Regions from separate parts of the Oncorhynchus mykiss genome. Here region 1 is linked to region 2. The links are chromatin contacts, called in public Hi-C maps. All regions are on one chromosome and are shown on one strand. The core of a region is the stretch at or near the end of the contact, and the rest is flanking DNA. Distances in the headings are between cores, read along the strand shown. Region 1 holds the start of LOC110489575 (NADH dehydrogenase [ubiquinone] 1 beta subcomplex subunit 4). Region 2 holds the start of LOC110489569 (T-complex protein 1 subunit epsilon).

Region 1 (4,485 bases), core at 1,136-3,635, 200 kb after region 2:
CTCTGTTCACTTCCTTATATGAGACAGCACTCAAGACTCTCGTATCGTTGGATTCCTTTGTTTCTAATAAATCCTATAACTCAACCATGTTGTTGATCTATTACAGGTGTGGGCTAGTGTTTTTGATGTATGCTTGCCTGTTCATTGAATTTATAGAAATACACACTTAAGCATAATATGCATTGCAACTTTTTTTTTAACTCTTATGAATCTTATCCATTACGACCACACACATCTGTCAGGTACCCCTGACTGTTGGTCCCCCCCTTGTGGTACAAAAAAAACACTGCACCAGGTCCTCGTGCTTCAGCACACACGCCACTTGCGGTCACGTCCAATCTACCACCCTCACCTCGTCCCCAACGACTGCCAGCATCCGGCCCGACGGGGCAGAAAGCCATCCAGTTGCTAGGCTGCGTCCCCGTCTCCATAGTGAACACGTCTGCTGACATCCCACAGCATGACAGTCATGGGAATTGTAGTACGTGATGAGGTCACCAGTGGAGCTGAGTGAGATGTGGTTGATGGAGCTGCGGAAGCCGTAGAATGTCTAGGCACATGGCGGTTCGAGTGTCCCACAAGGACAGTCTTCAGCCGAGGAGGTGGGCAGGCTAGGGGAGGAACTACACTGTTGATAGAACCAGTGTGACTGTAGCGGCACCTCTCTGCAGGTCCCACACCATTATAATATGGATAATCATCATGTCTACAAATATGATGGCACACATTACCTCAACACAGTCAGCATGTGTGTGCCAAGTTTGGTAGAAGAACAGGAAATATTTATTTCCTAACAAACTGTGTCATCAAGGGAGCAGGAGGCCACAAAGTCTCCACCGGAATGGAAGGAGCAGCCCCTAGTGGCTCTCTGGGGTCAGCACACAGCGGCCCTCAGAAAGGTCCCATATCTGGAACCTGGAGTCCCACCAGTGGCCCCTAGCTTAGCCCTGTCAGGGTGGAAGTTAACCCCAGAGAGCCCTCGCTGTGCCCTGGCCTCTACAAATCAGCTCTCCTTCAGGAAGCCTACAGAGCTGGTCGTCACCAGCTGAGGCAACCACTAGTTTGCTTGTGTGTAGAGCCAGGTAGCTGACAAGCAGGGTGTGGGCCAAGAGATGTTTTATTGTGAAAAAAGTAAACAGTAACTTGATCATACATTTAGTAGTTTGAGTTACTATTAGGGATATAAAATGCCTTGATACATAAAGGGTGAGCAGGATATTCATCACATCTTACCTTGTGTCTTCAGCTTTCTAATATCTTCAGTCTTTTCTTCTCCTGGCCCACTCACCTGTACTGGAGACGGTGGAAATCTCTGACTTTTTGGAGCTTGTCCCGCTGCTGAGGCTGTTTGTCTATTCTCCCTCTGTTTTTCATCTCGCTGTAATAAAATGTTTTTGAGTGTACACATCTGGAACCTAGCCCCACATCCTCTGCATTAAACAGACATTTGTGCACCATCTCATTCCACTCCGTTTGAAAGCAGTTCATCGTTTTGGACATGCCCATGCTGATAAGGAAGTTGGGTGGAAAGTCATTGACCACTTCGGGTGGGGCTTACCTGTTTTGCATGTTATTTTGGCATTAATACATGTCACATACAGTATCAATTTGCAAACAATGTCAAAAAAATAATAGTAATTGAGTTAATAAAGCTGCATACAAACATGGTCTCTTTTTGCTTTCTTGAGTAAATAAGCTCCAAAAATGCAGGTGTTTCAGCCTGGCTTGTTATGTTATATCTACAAAAATGCAGGTGTTTCAGCCTGGCTTGTTATGTTATATCTACAAAAATGCAGGTGTTTCAGCCTGGCTTGTTATGTTATATCTACAAAAATGCAGGTGTTTCAGCCTGGCTTGTTATGTTATATCTACAAAAATGCAGGTGTTTCAGCCTGGCTTGTTATGTTATATCTACAAAAATGCAGGTGTTTCAGCCTGGCTTGTTATGTTATATCTGCAGTAGCTTTGATTGGACTGATCATGTCAACATCATACTTTCAAAATCTTAGCTAGGAGTAATCATCATGAATCAAGTTGACAATTTTCTGGCAAATCCTTTTTAATCCTTGTCATATGAAGAGAAATAATGAGAAATTATAGATAAAATGTATCGGTGCTCATCGGCCATTGGACAAACATTACACAACAAGTTGCAAATTCAACAATGAGTGGTTTGGAAGGAATCAGTGACAAGTGGCTAACTGCAAGCATTGTAAAGCAATCACTAGCCTGCCATTCAGTGGAGGGGCCGTGTGGTCCAAAATCTGGGATTAAGTGTCTAACAAGTTTAAAATGATAAACATTCAACATTGGCCATGCTGTCAATGAAGCATGATTTGTGCCACGCTCAAAACAATTGCTGACTCGTAACTGCGAAAACTTGACTTCAGTGAGTTCAAGACAACTGGGAATTCTGGAAAAAAAACGTTCAACTCAAAATTTGACAACCCCCACTAACCCCCCCAGATTCGTGTGGAATGCTTTGTGTTGCCATTGAAAACTCCGCTGCTGGAAGAGAACGCGATACTTTGTGGTAATCTAATCTCGTTGTCTGTCTCTACGGTCATTGGTCTCTACTCACAAACATGGCGGACTACCGCGAAGCGCCCTTGGCCACTCGGCCAAAAACGTTGGACCCAGCTGAATATTTCAACCTTTCGCTGGACCAGAGACGTGCCGAGGAGGAGAGGGCTGGTTTAAGGGCCCAGCTGAAGAGACAATATCAGATGCAGCTAAACAACCCGCACAGAAAAGAGCTTATTGTAAGTAGAGTGAGCTAACATGCTAACGCTAGCTAGCTTGCGAATGTCAGACCCACAGTTCACCCAGAGGTAATGCTATTGATGGTGTTTGCTAACTAACGTTACTTTTGTTGATGTGACTTTGGTGTTACTATTTCGGAATAAGTTTGCTATTTAAACGAATTTGTGATGGATTGTTGTATTCAGTTAATTGTATTCTGGGGGAACATGACTGTTTCTGAATTCAACCGTTTTTACCACGATAGTAGTTGACTGCAATAAGACTGGCACCCACTCTCAAAGAATGGCCATCATTATTGACGTGCTGTTTTTTGTGCTTCAAGGAAGACCCTGCCTTGACACGCTGGGTGTATGCACGCACCAACCCCTACAACCACTTCAGAGCCACCAAGAAGACGTCGCTGCTAGGTGGGCTCTTTGGAGTGGTTCCCCTCTTCGTCCTGTACTACGTTCTGAAGACGGACAGGGTATGGATGAGATGACACCAACCCTTAACCTACTTGTTCCCTGACATTAGGGGTCTGTTCCAAATACACCCTAGCCTTTACACCAGTGGTCAAGATCACTGAGTCAAAATACAAAATGAGATCTACCACTTAGGTTTTTTTTATTTTTTAACATGACTTAACCGTAAGCAACTCAATATTAGGAAAGTGTTCCTACCTATATTATGAAGGCAAACTTGTACAGGGCCACCAGACTGTGCCCACTAAAGTCATCCATTGAACAGACACATTGGCTGTCTAATACAGAAGTGATTGGAGTATGAGCCCTCAGAGACAGTAAATTCATCTTAGCTCATCAACATGGTGAAATTATAATTTTTGCATTATTGGAAGCAAACACACTTTGAAGCTTTGTCTGACTCCATAATAGTTTCAAGATTTCTGCCAAATATTTAAGTCAGGGCGAAGCCTAGCATGTGTTCGAAGTTCATCTTCTACTCCGCCACCATTCTTTGTGACATAACAATGGTGGTGCCATGTAGACTAAGATCCTCTCTCTGAATCAGAGAGCTGTCACAGACCTGGGTACTGAGGCTCACACTGTTATAAACACGCCACCAAGAGGTTGCTTAGAGCAGGGCTTCCCAAACGCAGTCTTTTTGGTTTTAGCTAAGCACTACACAGCTGAGTCAAATAACTCATTATCAAGCTTTGATTATTTAAAACAGCTGTGTAGTGCTAGGGCAAAAACCAGAGCAGAAATGAGTTTGGGAAACCCTGGCTTAGGTGACAATGCTTTCGCTCTGCCATCGTAACCTCATTAACCCCCCCCCCCCCCCCCCCGCAGGACAAGAAGGAGGAGCAGATCAAAGCTGGGACCTACGACCGCAAGTTCAAGCTCGCCTACTGAGTTTGCTCATTGCAGACTTCCATTGTAAAGTATTGTAGATTTAATGTCAGTGTGTATCTTATTAACTGAATAAAATTTAATTTTGTTGAAAAAGCAAATCAAATGTCTGCCTGTCATTACAAACATACATGGGCTGTGAATGACATGAGCAGCAGAGTGGTGAAAACATGCTAATACGTCTTCCAGGGAATTTTTATTCATTCACTTTTGTCCAGTAACTTACATTTTTTTTTTAATCAATGAACTGGTCAGTCAAAAAAACAAGCGTACACCAATTAACCAAACACTTAGGCTATGAGTGATAGAATGAATTGAGCCACAGTATAGTGGTATGACGCTAAAGAGGACCAGGATGTTGACTTTATGG
Region 2 (4,050 bases), core at 1,146-3,645:
ATGTAGATTCTTAGGTGAGTGCCTCCTGTAGATTCTTAGGTGAGTGCCAGGATTTAAAGTGATTCTCATACATCAACATGTAGATTCTTAGGTGAGTGCCTCCTGTAGATTCTTAGGTGAGTGCCAGGATTTAAAGTGATTCTCATACATCAACATGTAGATTCTTAGGTGAGTGCCTCCTGTAGATTCTTAGGCGAGTGCCAGGATTTAAAGTGATTCTCATACATCAACATGTAGATTCTTAGGTGAGTGCCTCCTGTAGATTCTTAGGTGAGTGCCAGGATTTAAAGTGATTCTCATACATCAACATGTAGATTCTTAGGTGAGTGCCTCCTGTAGATTCTTAGGTGAGTGCCAGGATTTAAAGTGATTCTCATACATCAACATGTAGATTCTTAGGTGAGTGCCTCCTGTAGATTCTTAGGTGAGTGCCAGGATTTAAAGTGATTCTCATACATCAACATGTAGATTCTTAGGTGAGTGCCTCCTGTAGATTCTTAGGTGAGTGCCAGGATTTAAAGTGATTCTCATACATCAACATGTAGACATGCAGTATTATTTTAGTATATGTATTATTTTCCCAATTCAAAAACCTTGGGCCTTACCCTACACCGTCGTCTGCATGTCCTGTTGCATAGAAATGTTTAGCACCAAGATCCAGTAGACGGCTGTCAATAGTCTTCCCACATTTGCAGAAATCTGCATAGTTTGTATCGCCCAGAGCTGGAGCAGAGAAAAATAAATCTTATTTTAAAGCCATAGTAGCAATTTATCTCAGCACTAGGCATTTCGTCTGAGACACACAATTCTTCTTTACCTAAAAAAGCATAGCAGAGGTGTGCATAGAGGTCACGGGGCAGGGTCTTTTTCTTGATTCTCTTGACAAACTTCTGGGCTGTATCTGGTGGGTCCCCATCCCCTGTGGTCGACACAACGAACACCACAGGAGAACTCTCCTTCTCCAAGTTAAACTGAGGGTGGGATACACAAAACAGGATCAGTTATTCACATGAGAATAGAAGAGGCCAGTAACAACATCTACCACAAATACACTCATACATAGGCCTAGTTAAGTTTCCTTAGCAGATCGATTGTTGGCGATGTTTCCCATTGTAGGTGTTGTGCCTGCATTGGAATGCATGCCATGAAGGGCAGGTTGACACTATTTTGTCTTTGATAACTTTACCTTGTGTCCTTCACTCAAGCAGCAGATATCAGCAAACAGTCCCCTCTCCTCGGCCTCGTCAGCTATCCCCTCGGCTATGGACTGGGCCTGGCCTTTCTGAGACCCGTACAGAACCAGGAACCGAGGCTTTAACTCACAAGGCATTCTGCTGGACAAGTGGAAACAACAAAAGTCAGTGAAACTTTACGTTATTGCAAGCAAATCTATAAATTGTTGTGGCAACATTGTTTTGTTGATGACAATAGGAACATTGTGCAGAAACTGAGAAGCATCATCCGTACTGACACTGATCCGTCCATTTCAACTCGACAACAGATTAAAAACAGAGCCAAGTAAAACTGAATTCCATAATAGATCATCCAGGACTGAGTACATTTCATGCGTCTTACCTACACGATCGGAAAGTTGAAGAGCTCGTAGCAGATCCCAGTGGAATTCCTTTCGTAACATTGTATAAACCTTTGAACACGTTCAGCACTGTACAAATCCTACCCAGAAGTTACGTCACTTGTGACGCACGACATACACCAGGAAGGAACAGGCTGTCCTAATGCACGTGGATTTGTGTCCATTTATTTATCTAACGGTTAACATAACACGAACTGCTTTTCTCTGATATGAGGATGCTTTTGGAGAACATCTCTCTGCTTATCAGGACTGACAGGCAAGATAGCTGTTAAAACTCCTGAGTGCCAGTCTTCCAGCTCCGGACACTGACCAGCTACTAAACTCAGTGGTGGAGTCCGATATAATTTATTTGGTGGAACTGACAGACAAAAATGGCACTAACTAACGTTAGCTCACAAGCCACATATTGATTTCACTTTTCTGGACAATTTACTCTAGCTGGGAAAGAGCTTGACGATACCAGTGAAACTGCAAAATTAGCTGTCTGATAGTTTGCTAAAAATATATACGTATTCACCCCAAAACATTATAAAACAAATACAGTTACGGAGTTTTAAACTCCTTGATACAATATTTTCAACACACTTTTCAACTTTAGCACCAAAGACGTCTCGACTACACCGCGAGATTAGAGTGATAGAATCGCGAGACTGGAATAACTACGGGATAATAGGAGGGATTTGGAAAATAAAGTAAATTAAAACATTATATGCACAACATCTCTCTCAAACCGTTAATTGTATAAAAGGCAACTGAAATCTATGTTCATAATATAGTAAAAAAAAAAAACATCTAATCAACATCCCCCTCCCCACTTTGTCTCGCCCTCCCCGCCCTGAGATCCTTCCAGAAGTCGCCGGCAGACCCGTGCGACCAAGTGCTCAGCAACACTCCACTTTTTCACCGATAATAGTCTGAATTTCAGCCATTGGACACTTCTGAAGTGTCGCCGTCTTTCAGCCCAAAATGTCCGCTATGGGGCAGCTCGCGTTCGATGAGTATGGACGGCCGTTCATCATCATCAAAGACCAGGATAAGAAGACTCGCTTATCGGGCCTTGATGCACTGAAGGTACAATGGATTTAGCAGGTCCCGTTAGCTAGCATGGCACTTCATTAATGGTTCAGCATCTTACCAAGCCACATTTGCAAAACACTTTGCAACTTCAGACCCACTTAGTTTAGTTGGCTAACAAGTACGTTTAGTTGTTATGGATTTATAGTTAACATTCTGAGCCAATCAAATGGTATCTTTAATTTATGTTGTACAAGTTAGCTAGTTAGCCGATTAGCTACGGCATGCTAAGTCTGCCCATGTGCTTATTTTCTGAAGAGGCCAGTGAGTCGCGGCTGGTTGTCAAATAAACAATGGAATCATTTAACTAGTTAATGTTATCATACGTTATGTGTTTTCTCACTTAGTTATGATGAATAATAAATAAAGTGCAATTCATAGTTTGGTTTTGCTGAACGTGCGTATGCTGTCATGCAGCTAACGTTAACTAGTTCGCTAGCTAAGTAGCTTAGCCACAGTTAGCGGTCTAATCTAGATGAAAGGTTTGTCAGTTGCTTCTTGACTGAGAGTTTGACCAACGTCAAGTTGTCAAATATTAATTTGCACGGACTTGGCCATCTACCTAGTTGATCATTCCCGCAGCATCCCTCCCTCAGCCGCAGTGAAGAAATCCACCAGATTTGCTTTTGTGTTTTGCAGTCTCACATCATGGCAGCAAAGGCGGTTGCCTCGACGCTGAGGACGTCACTAGGACCAAACGGTAAACCCAAACAGCCACACCGAAGCTTATTCATTCACAGCGCTGTGATAAAGCCACTGCTAGTATTTTTGTGTGCTCTACAACTCTGGTTACTTAACACAGTAACAGCTACCTACGGCTACACATTCATCTTGGAAGTACATTTAACCTCCCACCTTCACTTTTCCTCTTTCATTAGGCCTTGACAAGATGATGGTTGACAGGGATGGGGAGGTGACTGTCACCAACGACGGAGCCACCATCCTCAGCATGATGGATGTGGACCACCAGATCGCCAAGCTCATGGTGGAGCTCTCCAAGTCTCAGGACGACGAGATCGGAGACGGGACCACCGGAGTCGTTGGTATGGTCCCCTATATATTTGAGTCTCCCAGATTGATCTTTGACTCATTAGCTTATTAATTAAACAATTGGGGTCTATTGCATCTCTACCCTGTTAGTAGGCTGTCATTGTAAATAAGAATTTGATCTTAACTGACTTGTCTAGTTAAAAAAAAAAAACATTGGATGGTAGACTACTCCTGGTTACGTTTTTTTTCTGCCAATCCAGACATAGGATTAAAATTGCAGAGTGCTCCTCTTCCCCTCCCTTACAACAGTCACTCTGTCCCCAGTGGAGTGGTCTGACATTGACAGGGGATACAGCACCACGGCTCTCTCACCTCTCATCTAGGATCTTTGT

What was found. Hi-C and Micro-C count contacts between places; a contact is called where the count stands out from the background.
Region 1: a contact with region 2 is called in a Hi-C map of liver, with 4 times the contacts expected there. The contact joins the promoter of LOC110489575 here to the promoter of LOC110489569 in region 2. A contact is called at or near these places in 2 of 3 Hi-C or Micro-C datasets (blood and liver).

The regions. Positions count from the first base shown.
Region 1 is chr15:10,441,270-10,445,754 of USDA_OmykA_1.1, forward strand. It overlaps LOC110489575 (NADH dehydrogenase [ubiquinone] 1 beta subcomplex subunit 4), which reads left to right and starts at 2,386. Exons shown (of 3, transcript XM_021562305.2): 1 at 2,386-2,762; 2 at 3,086-3,229; 3 at 4,056-4,216. The coding sequence starts at 2,586. The coding sequence ends at 4,118. LOC110489573 (proteasome maturation protein) reads left to right here. Exons shown (of 6, transcript XM_021562303.2): 6 at 1-105. LOC110489574 (homogentisate 1,2-dioxygenase) reads right to left here. Exons shown (of 14, transcript XM_021562304.2): 14 at 4,297-4,485.
Region 2 is chr15:10,244,836-10,248,885 of USDA_OmykA_1.1, forward strand. It overlaps LOC110489569 (T-complex protein 1 subunit epsilon), which reads left to right and starts at 2,396. Exons shown (of 11, transcript XM_021562300.2): 1 at 2,396-2,665; 2 at 3,308-3,368; 3 at 3,547-3,711. The coding sequence starts at 2,561. It overlaps LOC110489568 (methionine synthase reductase), which reads right to left and starts at 1,725. Exons shown (of 15, transcript XM_021562295.2): 1 at 1,576-1,725; 2 at 1,187-1,334; 3 at 818-971; 4 at 606-723. The coding sequence starts at 1,330. LOC118938971 (a small nucleolar RNA gene) reads left to right here and starts at 3,948; the gene lies at 3,948-4,050.